Regions from separate parts of the Mus musculus genome. Here region 1 is linked to region 2. A link is a contact called in public HiChIP or PLAC-seq data. All regions are on one chromosome and are shown on one strand. The core of a region is the stretch at or near the end of the contact, and the rest is flanking DNA. Distances in the headings are between cores, read along the strand shown.

Region 1 (4,479 bases), core at 274-2,773, 840 kb after region 2:
GCACATTAATTGCTGTGGCGGTAGCATTATGTGTTACACAACACTGGTCACTCTCACAAGCCCTACTGCTTGTTTGAACAGCTACATCATTTTTAAAGCATCATCAAACAAAAGTTTCTTTGTTATATATTGAGATGAATAATTACCAACCATTTTCATGGGAGAATCTATCTGCTCCTCCCTCCCCAAGCTGAAGCTCATGTCTGTCGGTGGCTGTTGGGGGATGGGCAGCGGGAGTTTAGAAAAGATTTTGGTTAAAGATAAGAGATAGGGAACGTCATCTGTGGGTCTCTGAAGTGCTAGTACGCGCTTTGAGCAAAACGAGGTAGAGGGGCCACAGGAAAAGGCATTTCACATCATTCTTGGCACCGTGGAATGAAAGAGCGATCCTGGGGCTACTTAATAAAAACCACCTACATGATTATTCAAGTATTTCTCCCTAGCACAATTGTGTTTTAACGGAAACATCAATACCAGTCTGTTGAGAAACAACAGCAAAACTAAACAGTCATTTCCGAAGAAGCAGTGATTGACGCTGTAGAACGCTACAGATAAGCATCTTGGAGGAATGATTGAATATTTTCTTAAGCGTACCTTGCATCGGAGGCACAGAAAGGTACACACGATATTCACCTCTTATCTACCTACGGTGGACGCTCCAGGAGCCACACCACAGTTGAATGAAGGCTGGATTAAGAAACTAATCTAAGGCTATATATAGACAGCAACACCAATTTAATCCCCGCCCTCTCCAGCCTACCCTCCCTAGTTCCATAAATCCCCAAACCTGAGTTATAAAGACAGGCAGCTCTCTCAGAGCAAAAAAGACCCCCACACCCCAACAAAGTATCAGAGCAGTTGTAAGTCGCTTCTAAATATCCTTAGCGAACACCACAGGTCCAGGTTCCATGGCTTCCACAGAGGGCAAGAAATGACAGACAAGTACTGGGGAGGGCTAGGTTTGCAAAAAGAAATTTACCTTCTCCGAGCCTCTCCCAGTGTCGCTGGTCATGGGGTGTTCCCCTCACCTCCCGGCAGTGGGCCTCCCCGGGGATCGCCACGCACGAGACCATGTGCACCCGCCACTTTCACCGCGTGGCCAGCTTACGGCCGGCCCGCGGTCCCCGGAGCTCTTGGGGCGGACAAACGTAGCGAGGTCTAGGTCTCGCTCGAGAGGCACTAATACACAGTACGTGCATGGATGATGGCGCGGCGCGGGGGCTCCTCTATGAAGAGGAAGGCAACCGCCCCAGGTGGCACATGCTTCCTCCACGCCAGCTCCAGCCCGCTGGGACCCCTTGGCTCGGAGGCGGTCACTGCTCGCTCAACTCTCAGGCTCCCGCCGCCCCACCTGATCACCTCTTACCTGTCCAAGGAGGGAGCGACGACGCGCGAGACTGGTGGCTGCGGCGGATCCTGCAGCAGCAGTGGCGGCGGCAGTGGCTGAGGCAGACAATGGAGGAGTGAAGGACAGACACATTGACACAGACACACAGAACCCGGTGTAGCTCCGCCTCCTGCCCCGGCCCCGCCCTATCCCCGCCCCTTGCCCGAACCGCGCCACTCTTAGGGGCAGTGCAGCCCGTCTAGCTGCATCCCAATGCCTCCGCACGTGCCCACAGAAGTCACTACCAGGCAGAGAACTTCTATCCTTAGAATCCAAGGAACCCTGTGTCCCTGTACTTCTTAATAGGTTATCATGGGAATAGGAAACCTAGAAGATGTATTGAATCCCCTTCCAAATGTCTCCTTTTGGTTTGGACCTCGTAGGTTGCTCCAATTGGAGTCGCTTGCTGCCTCTTGCAGCTCCTCCTCCCGACCTGGCCATTGAGGCGCGGGGGCGGGACTTGTGGAGAGCGCCAGCCCGGCTCGCTCAAGCTCGCCGCACCCGCCAGCCCCCAGCCGTGAGACCCTAGCGACTCTGCCACTTCACTGGGCTGCTGCTCCGGCCTCGAGTTGCCTTGCTGTGGCGGTCTTCCACGACGCATACACGTCTCTTGTTTTTTTAAAAAACCTTTCCAAAGAAATAGAATAAGCGTCAAGCTGGCGGGAACGATGGGTCACATAAAGAAAGGCGAGCTGACCCAGGAGGAAAAGGAACTGCTGGAAGTGATCGGGAAAGGTACGGGTGCAGGGTTGGTATCCGGGTGCTGCACACCTGGTCTCAGGGCATTGAGGAGCCTGGAGCGCGCCCTAGGCCCGGAGGACCTTGGGCAACTTGCAATCCGGAAAAAGCCTTTCTGTCTCTGTCTGGGGACCGATTGCAGGGGCGGGGAGATGGGAGGCAGAAAAATTGAGGCCATCAGATCTAGGTTGCCGAGCTTAGACCTCTAAATCAGCTTTTTGGAAATCGACCGACTGTCACTACACATCTTAGACAGTCACGCGTGGCCCTGGGCGCCTGTCTTTGCGTATGCATGCTTGCCAGCTCATTGGATGTTTTGACCGTAATCAGTCAAGACCGCAGTGGCCTGGTAGTTCTAGGCTCCAAGTCGGGTGTATAAAGGGCCCTTTCGACTTCCGGAGGCTTAAGGATCTGGATCCCTTGCAGATCCCCGCCCCTGCTGCGGGTGGAGGGAGCTTTCAGCAACAGGGGTTCTTTATAAGGGCACAGAACTCGCTCTGCATGTTCCGCCCTGAGCTTTCTGCATCAAGGCCTTCTGTGGCTGGCTTCCTGTAGCCCAGGTCGGCGCAGGCACCCACAGACACGACTGACCTTGGTCCGATGTTAGACCTCAAGTGATCTTGTTGAGCTCCTTGGTGCTTCCCAGTCCACTTTGTGGATTCGAGCCACGCCTCCTCTGTGCAGCTTGCAGGAAGGAAGCCAACTAGAAGCCATGTTTCCCCACCAGTCCCTGAGTGCATGTCCCAAATGAGTTCCTGGCCGCATCCCCGTTACCTGGCAGGTAACATCAGCGTGACCACGTGCACTGTCACTTTGCTGAGAAGAGGATGCGGTGCCTGTGGGCATGATTAATGTGGATGCTTTAAGTGAAAAAATTAAACATGTGCCCTCGAATGACAGAGAAGCCAGACATTGTAATACAGAGCTCCTGGGTTTACAGTTTTCTACTTAGCCAAACTCATCTAGAATCACAGATAGGAAGACAAATGTATTCTTCCTAACAAGGACTGTCCACGTGTCTAAAGAGTATGAGAAGAGAAAACAATGGTTTGAACTCAGCAGGCGACTAGGAACTGATCTCACTTCTAAATCAGTCATGATTCTCACGGTAATCAATATTTGCTGGAAATCTCAGAGCTCTGGGTTGGATTTTTATTCTATGAACTGCATGGCTGTCAATGAGTTCTGGCTTTCATGCCGTCTCTAGGTTAGTTTCTTGCTCCCTTTAGTGGGTCTGGGATTTAGGTTAGTGAACTGGAGCCCCGGCTGTGTGCCTGTTGTACCAATCAAAATTAAGAGAGGACAGCTTTCAACCCATAATCCACCAGGGATAGGAATTCTGGTTTTAAACAAGCCAATGCTATCACATGTTCACTTGAAAGTGAAAACCCATTGGCAGCTGGAGAAAATATGTGTGTGAAAGGAGAAGTATGAATTCTTGGATGGATTTATTCTAAGGTTGTATCAAGCATAATTAGTGTGCTTATTACTTGTATTTCTTGGGCCACCTCATCCTCTAGGTTTGTGAGAGTACAGGTGCTGGCTTTCATTGGTTTAATCCCCTAAGCCTATGAACAAAGATACAAGGTGGATTTACTTAGTGATACATTCTTGTCATGTTCAGGATTTTGGATCGTTATTGCTCTCAGAAAATACTGGCAGATAGGAGAAGATCAGCCAACATTGACATTTTGAAGACATGGCATGTCCTCATCCATTTAATCTAGAAGAGCTAACGTTGGGTGTTTGTTTATTTTGTTTTCTCTGAATTGTAGTATGACGTATCATGGAATGGTCATTAACTGTGTGTCTGAATTAGGTGTGTGTGTGCGCGTGCGTGCGTGTGTGTGTGTGTGTGTGTGTGTGTGTGTGTGTGTGTGTGAATTTGACACAAGTTAGAGCCATCTAGGAAGAGGAGCATCCACGGAGAAAATATCTCCAATAAGTTATTTGAAGGCGAGTCTGTGCCAGCATCTTCTGGATTAATGATTGGTAAGAGAGAACCTTGCCCACCTGTGCCACAGGTGGACAGTTGGTCCTGTTCTGTTCTTTTGTTTTTTGGTTTTCTTCGAGACAGGGTTTTCTCTGTGTAGCTCTGGCTGTCTTGAAACTCACCGTGTAGACCAGGCTGGCCTTGAACTCAGAAATCTGCCTGCCTCTGCCTCCAAGTGCTGGGATTAAAGGGCGTGCGCCACCACAGCCCGGCTCAGGTCCTGGGTTCTTTAAGAAAGCAGGCTGAGAGCCGGGCGTGGTGGCGCACGCCTTTAATCCCAGCACTCGGGAGGCAGAGGCAGGCGGATTTCTGAGTTCGAGGCCAGCCTGGTCTACAAAGTGAGCTCCAGGACAGCCAGAGC
Region 2 (5,122 bases), core at 99-2,598:
ATGGAAACTCTAGGAAGTATTCTAAACCTTGGTGGGGTTTGTGGACACCAGAGACAGTTACTGAAAGAGTTTACTACATGAAAGAATGTTGTTGATTTTGCCTTTTTTTTTTTTTTAAGCTTTTATTTTATACCCTAGCTAGTCCCTCTCCTCAGGGCTCAGGGAACCCTGCAGGAGAGGAGAGAGAAATAGTGTAAGAGCAGGACAGCAATGAGTCCTTCTAGACACAGCAGGCCTGACATACATGATCTCACAGGGGTAGTGACACTGGGCTTGAGGGTCTCAGCCAGGTGTGTCCTAGCACTGAGAGGGGGAGTGAGCACAATCAGAAACTCCATCCAATGATAAGTCCCTACAAAGGAAAAGTTAGTTTTCTCCAAGGGAGTCTGACTGGGTACACAAGCCACACTTAGAAGCAGGCCCCATGCTCAGCAGTACTTGGCCAAGATAAAAGCAATTCAATGGTATTTTTGGAAGATTTTCCATCTTGCAATGCTTTGTCTGGGCTTTCTTTTTCTTTTTTAAATCTTTATTTTGTGTTTATGGGTTTTCTCTCTTTAGGAATATGTGTGTCCCTGTGTCTATCTGTGTTTCTTATGTTTTTTCCTTTGGCTTTTTTTTTTTGTATGTTTCTTTTGTCCTATTTCAGTTTGTTTGGTTTTTAATCTTATTTTATTTTATCATCATTTTATCATTGTTTTTTAGATGCCTGTTTGTATTCTAATGAAAGAAAGAGAGGTGTGGATGTAGGTGGCAGGGGATATGGGGAGAACCTGAGAGGAGTTTGGAAGGGGAGCTATAATCAGAATAATATTAGATGAAAAAAATCTATTTTCAATAAAATAATTTTTGAAACAGGAGTAGGGTTTACTCTATCGAAAGAATTGTTAGCAGCTGGCAATTTATTCAATTGCCTTGTGTGTTTGCTGTGGGCTTCCATAGAATATGTCCCATAAAAACATTAACTAAAAGCTCCGATTTTCCAAGGAGATGTTTTCAGAGTGCAGGGTCAAGGGGACCAGGGTATACAACGCTACTAAAGCTTTTATGCAGAAGTTGCGACACTATAAATCCTAAAGTGGGAATTGGCCTGTTCGTTTATTTTGTTTCTCAATTACATTGCAAATGGAGAAAGCAAACTTTAAAAAAAAATCACTCTGACTTTTTCTTATCTTCCATTTGTTTGTTGCCTCCGGCTCGAGATGGATATTTAGTTTGGAAATTTTACCACTTCACAAAAGGACCTGCTCATGTTATTCTTTCACATAACTCACTCCTTCACATACTGGTTTCAGGAAATTATCTGCGGCCAACTTGCTGTGTTGTTATTTTTCTTAGCATATGACTCATGTCCCTTTGTCTTCCTTCCTTCATTTAGTTTTAAATTCTCTTAAAGGGAACCACTACCAGGGGATTGAGTCTCACATAGCAATGGCAGCAAAGTGTATAAACAGTAGTTTATGTCTTAGAGTTACTATTTCTGTAATAAAACATCATGATCTAAAGCAACTAGGGGAAAGGAAAAGCTTATTTCCCTTACAGTTCCATATAACAGTTCATCACCAAAAGTAGTGAGGGCAGAAACTCAAACAGGGCAGAAACCTGGAGGCAGGAGCTGATGCAGAGGCCACAGAGGGCCTCTGCTCACTGGCTTTCTCCTCTGGGTTGTTCAGCCTGCTTTCTTATAGTACCCTGGACCACCACTCCAGGGGTGGCCCCACCCACCATGAGCTGGACCTTCCCACATCAATAACTAAGAAAATGCCTTGTGGCTGGAACTTATAGGGGCATCTTCTCAATTGATTCCTTCCTTTCAAATAACTCAAGCTTGTGTTACATTGACATAAAACTAGGCAACATCACATTAAAATGGTCATTGAACTAGTACTCTTGTATTTGATGAAGATCATGAAGGTATTTTGTGATTTATCAGGGACTTAGAGGTTATTATCTTTTCAACTTAAAAATTTGAGGCTGAAGTTGCTCATGCCACCTCGATAGGGGAAGCAGTTATCGCACACCTCCATACACACACACACCTACACACACACACACACACACACACACACACACACACACACACACCTCCATTTGGAGACTATCGTTTGCATATTTTGGTTTAGATTGTCTGCAAATCCAGTATAAGTGATTTAAGCACATGAATATATTTTAAAGGTCTGTTCACTAGATAGCAGATATTAAGACATGACTTTGCAAAGGACAACATAGCTGTCTTTTCAATAGGTGTTTATATTATTTATAGTTAGATTAGACATGTACAAGAAGTTCCAGGTGCAATCTACATGGCAAATGGCTTCAGACATGGTAGCTCTGGATGATAAAACAGGAGATTGTGAACAGTTATTATTTAAAAATGGGATGGGGAATCACATTTTGATGGAAAGAAATTCCACAATTACCTTTTTCAATAATCACTTCATTAAAAGTTGTAATTCTAAAACAATAGCCTCAGGGATACAGGCCATTCAAAGGAAAATGGGGTTCAAAGGGACCCCTTTATTACTAATTTATGGGGTGCAGAACAAGTTTGCTACATTTAATTTGAGGATTTTTTGGTGGTTTTTTTTGGGTAAAATAGAAGTAATGTCTAACTCATAGCATTGATTCAGCTATGCATTTATAAACCTCTCAGTGTGTGTGTGTCTAGGGGAAGAGGAACATAGGCATAGGGGGCCTTGTGTGTGTGTATGTCTGTGTGTGCCTGTGTGTGCATTTGTGTGTGTGTGTGCATGTACATGCATGAATGAGTGTGTGTGCATGTGTGAGTGAATGTGTGTGTGAGTATGTGTGTATACCTGTGTGTGTTTGCGTGTGAGTGTGTGTTTGTGTGTATGTGAGTGGGTATGTGTGCCTCTGTGTGTGTGTGCCTGTGTATGTGTGCATGTGTGTATGCCTGTGTGTGCATTTGCATGTGTGTATGTGTTTGTGTGTGTGCACGATGTGTGTGTGCCTATGTGTGTGTGCGTATGTCCTTGTGTGAGTGTGCGTGTTCTTTAGTGTCTCCTTCCTTAGAAGTCTCAGAGCAGCATGTGACTTTACTTCATCTTTTTCACCTGGGATATGAACTGCAATCTACATTTTAATATGCACTCCACTCCAGGACACTCTTCTGTATGTTATTACAAGAAACACATCTCAGTCCATGAGTCACATCATGTTTCGTTTAGGCCATGTTTTCCATGCTTTCAGACAAAATGGTTTCACTCATGAAACTGCCTCCCTTGACCACATATACTTTTTTCTTTTTATTCATTCACTTTACATCCAGCTCACTGTTTCTCCTCCAGTTCACCCCATCCCACAATCCTTCCTCTCTCCCTTCTCTTCTGAGTGGGTGGGGGTCCTCTGGATATCCTCCCTATCCTGGCATATCAAGTCTCTTCAATGCTAGGTGCATCCTCTCCCACTGAGACCAGACAAGACAGCCCAGCAGAGGAACATATCCTATAGACAGGCAACAGGTTTTGGCATAGGCCCTGCTCCAGTTGTTCGGGACTCACATGATGACCTAGCTGCACATCTGCTACAGACCACATATGCTCTTAAAAGATCACACTTGCGGGTGGTTGCATAGCAAAACACCCCTTCTTCTCAGAACTTACAGCATAGTGTATGAACTCCAAGGGTACAAGCCAGGCACATTTTTATTGGTGTTTTATCTTAAGACTCTTAGAATAAGTGTCATTGCACACTAGAGATTATTGAGAACAACCATCACCAACTCTAATGTCAGAGTGTGCGATGGACACAGCTTGCCCGTGACTATTTCTAAGAGTGTTTCCAAACAGAACGAATGTTGGCCTTGCCTCTTCCTCTTTACTTATGCTCACTTTGTGAAACAGGATGTGAAAACTGAGCTTTGAGCAAGACACTAGGACACAAATCCTGATCTCCACTGCAGAATTCACCAGTCGGGCTCTAGAACTCTGGCTCTCTACCTGTTGGAAGATACACTAAGTCAAGGGATGGAGTGAAAGGTCAGACTGTAGGCAGAAGAAACTTTAGGAGAAAGGCATGCTGTAAGCTACACCTCTGTGGAGAGTGGGCATCCGTACTTCCTGATCAATCCTGACTGTGAGGAGGCTTCTGGGGAGCATGGGAAGCTTCCATGAGCTCATGGGATGGGCACACAGAAGACTGAGAATGCCAGCTACTGTGTGGGAGATGGAGTTAATGTGAGGCAATGTTGAGATTTTCCTGTACTTTTATAATTTAACTTTCTGTGGGAAAAGATGTGTCTGTGTTTGTCATAGAATTGGATTCTGAAACACACACACACACACACACACACACACACACACACACACACACACACACACACACACACACTGAGAAAGAGAGTGGGGAAGGAGGGGGAAGAGGGTTAAGAAGAGGAATGGAGCAATCCTCTCACTCTTGCCTTGCATTGTTTGAATTCTGTAGCTTAAATATGTTTATTATGATCCTCTGAATTTTCCAAGTTGACCTCATTAGATCTACTGCACTTTGAGATGGGAGAGGGAAAGGAGGAACAAGAGAGAGCTAGGGAAAGTGAGGGAAAAATAGAAGCCTCAAGACAGATCTCAGCATTGGAAAGATGGAGAATTTATACAACCACTGCTTGGGACAGCAGTATTTCCTCTCAGAAGAAACTTAAACCCCTGCAGATTCAGTAGATGATCAAAGAGTCTTTCCGAGTCCCCAGGAGAATGTTGAGAGTCTGCTAGAAGAACTTAATCAAGGCAGAGGATATGAAGCCTTAGCATAACTGTTGGAGTTGGATAGGGGGCAAGCCAACAGATGTAGAGAACCATGCTCAGGCTGTGGAGAAAGGATAACAACGTTAAATCTAGTTTGAAAAGCTTTGACAGTGCAGCCTCCCAGACTCCTTCCTAACTATAATGGGACATGGACAGGCTTAACCTTCTCCAGGTTTTGTGCAAGTGACCACAGATGCAGTGAGCACAGGAATGTAACAGCCTCCCCCATCCCAATCTTCACCTCTTTACAGTCTTTCTGCCCCATCTTCCGTGATGTTCCCTGAGCCATGGGGGAAGTGGTGTTACATTTAGAGGTGAGCACCCAACAGTCATTTATCTCAGCACTCTCCACCCATTACAGT

Evidence for each region. HiChIP or PLAC-seq counts read pairs in DNA pulled down with a chosen protein or histone mark.
Region 1: a contact with region 2 is called in an H3K4me3 HiChIP or PLAC-seq map of bone marrow-derived macrophages, with 4 times the contacts expected there. The contact joins the promoter of Bzw2 here to the enhancer-like site in region 2. A contact is called at or near these places in 5 of 39 promoter capture datasets (3T3-L1-derived adipocytes, hippocampal neurons, liver and 1 more), 1 of 484 Hi-C or Micro-C datasets (bone marrow-derived macrophages) and 4 of 115 datasets of contacts at active chromatin or transcription factors (the NIH/3T3 cell line, astrocytes, bone marrow-derived macrophages and 1 more).

The regions. Positions count from the first base shown.
Region 1 is chr12:36,155,302-36,159,780 of GRCm38.p6, forward strand. It overlaps Bzw2 (basic leucine zipper and W2 domains 2), which reads right to left and starts at 1,524. Exons shown (of 12, transcript NM_025840.3): 1 at 1,367-1,524. Ankmy2 (ankyrin repeat and MYND domain containing 2) reads left to right here and starts at 1,823. Exons shown (of 10, transcript NM_146033.3): 1 at 1,823-2,122. The coding sequence starts at 2,056.
Region 2 is chr12:35,315,928-35,321,049 of GRCm38.p6, forward strand. No RefSeq gene overlaps it. Among named protein-coding and RNA genes, the nearest start is that of Gm26071, 120 kb to the right of the region's middle. Within about 2 kb of position 1,349, at least 28 of the 459 cell types and tissues checked have an H3K27ac peak or open chromatin away from gene starts, as enhancers often do. A contact at or near this core is called in bone marrow-derived macrophages, where this site is marked.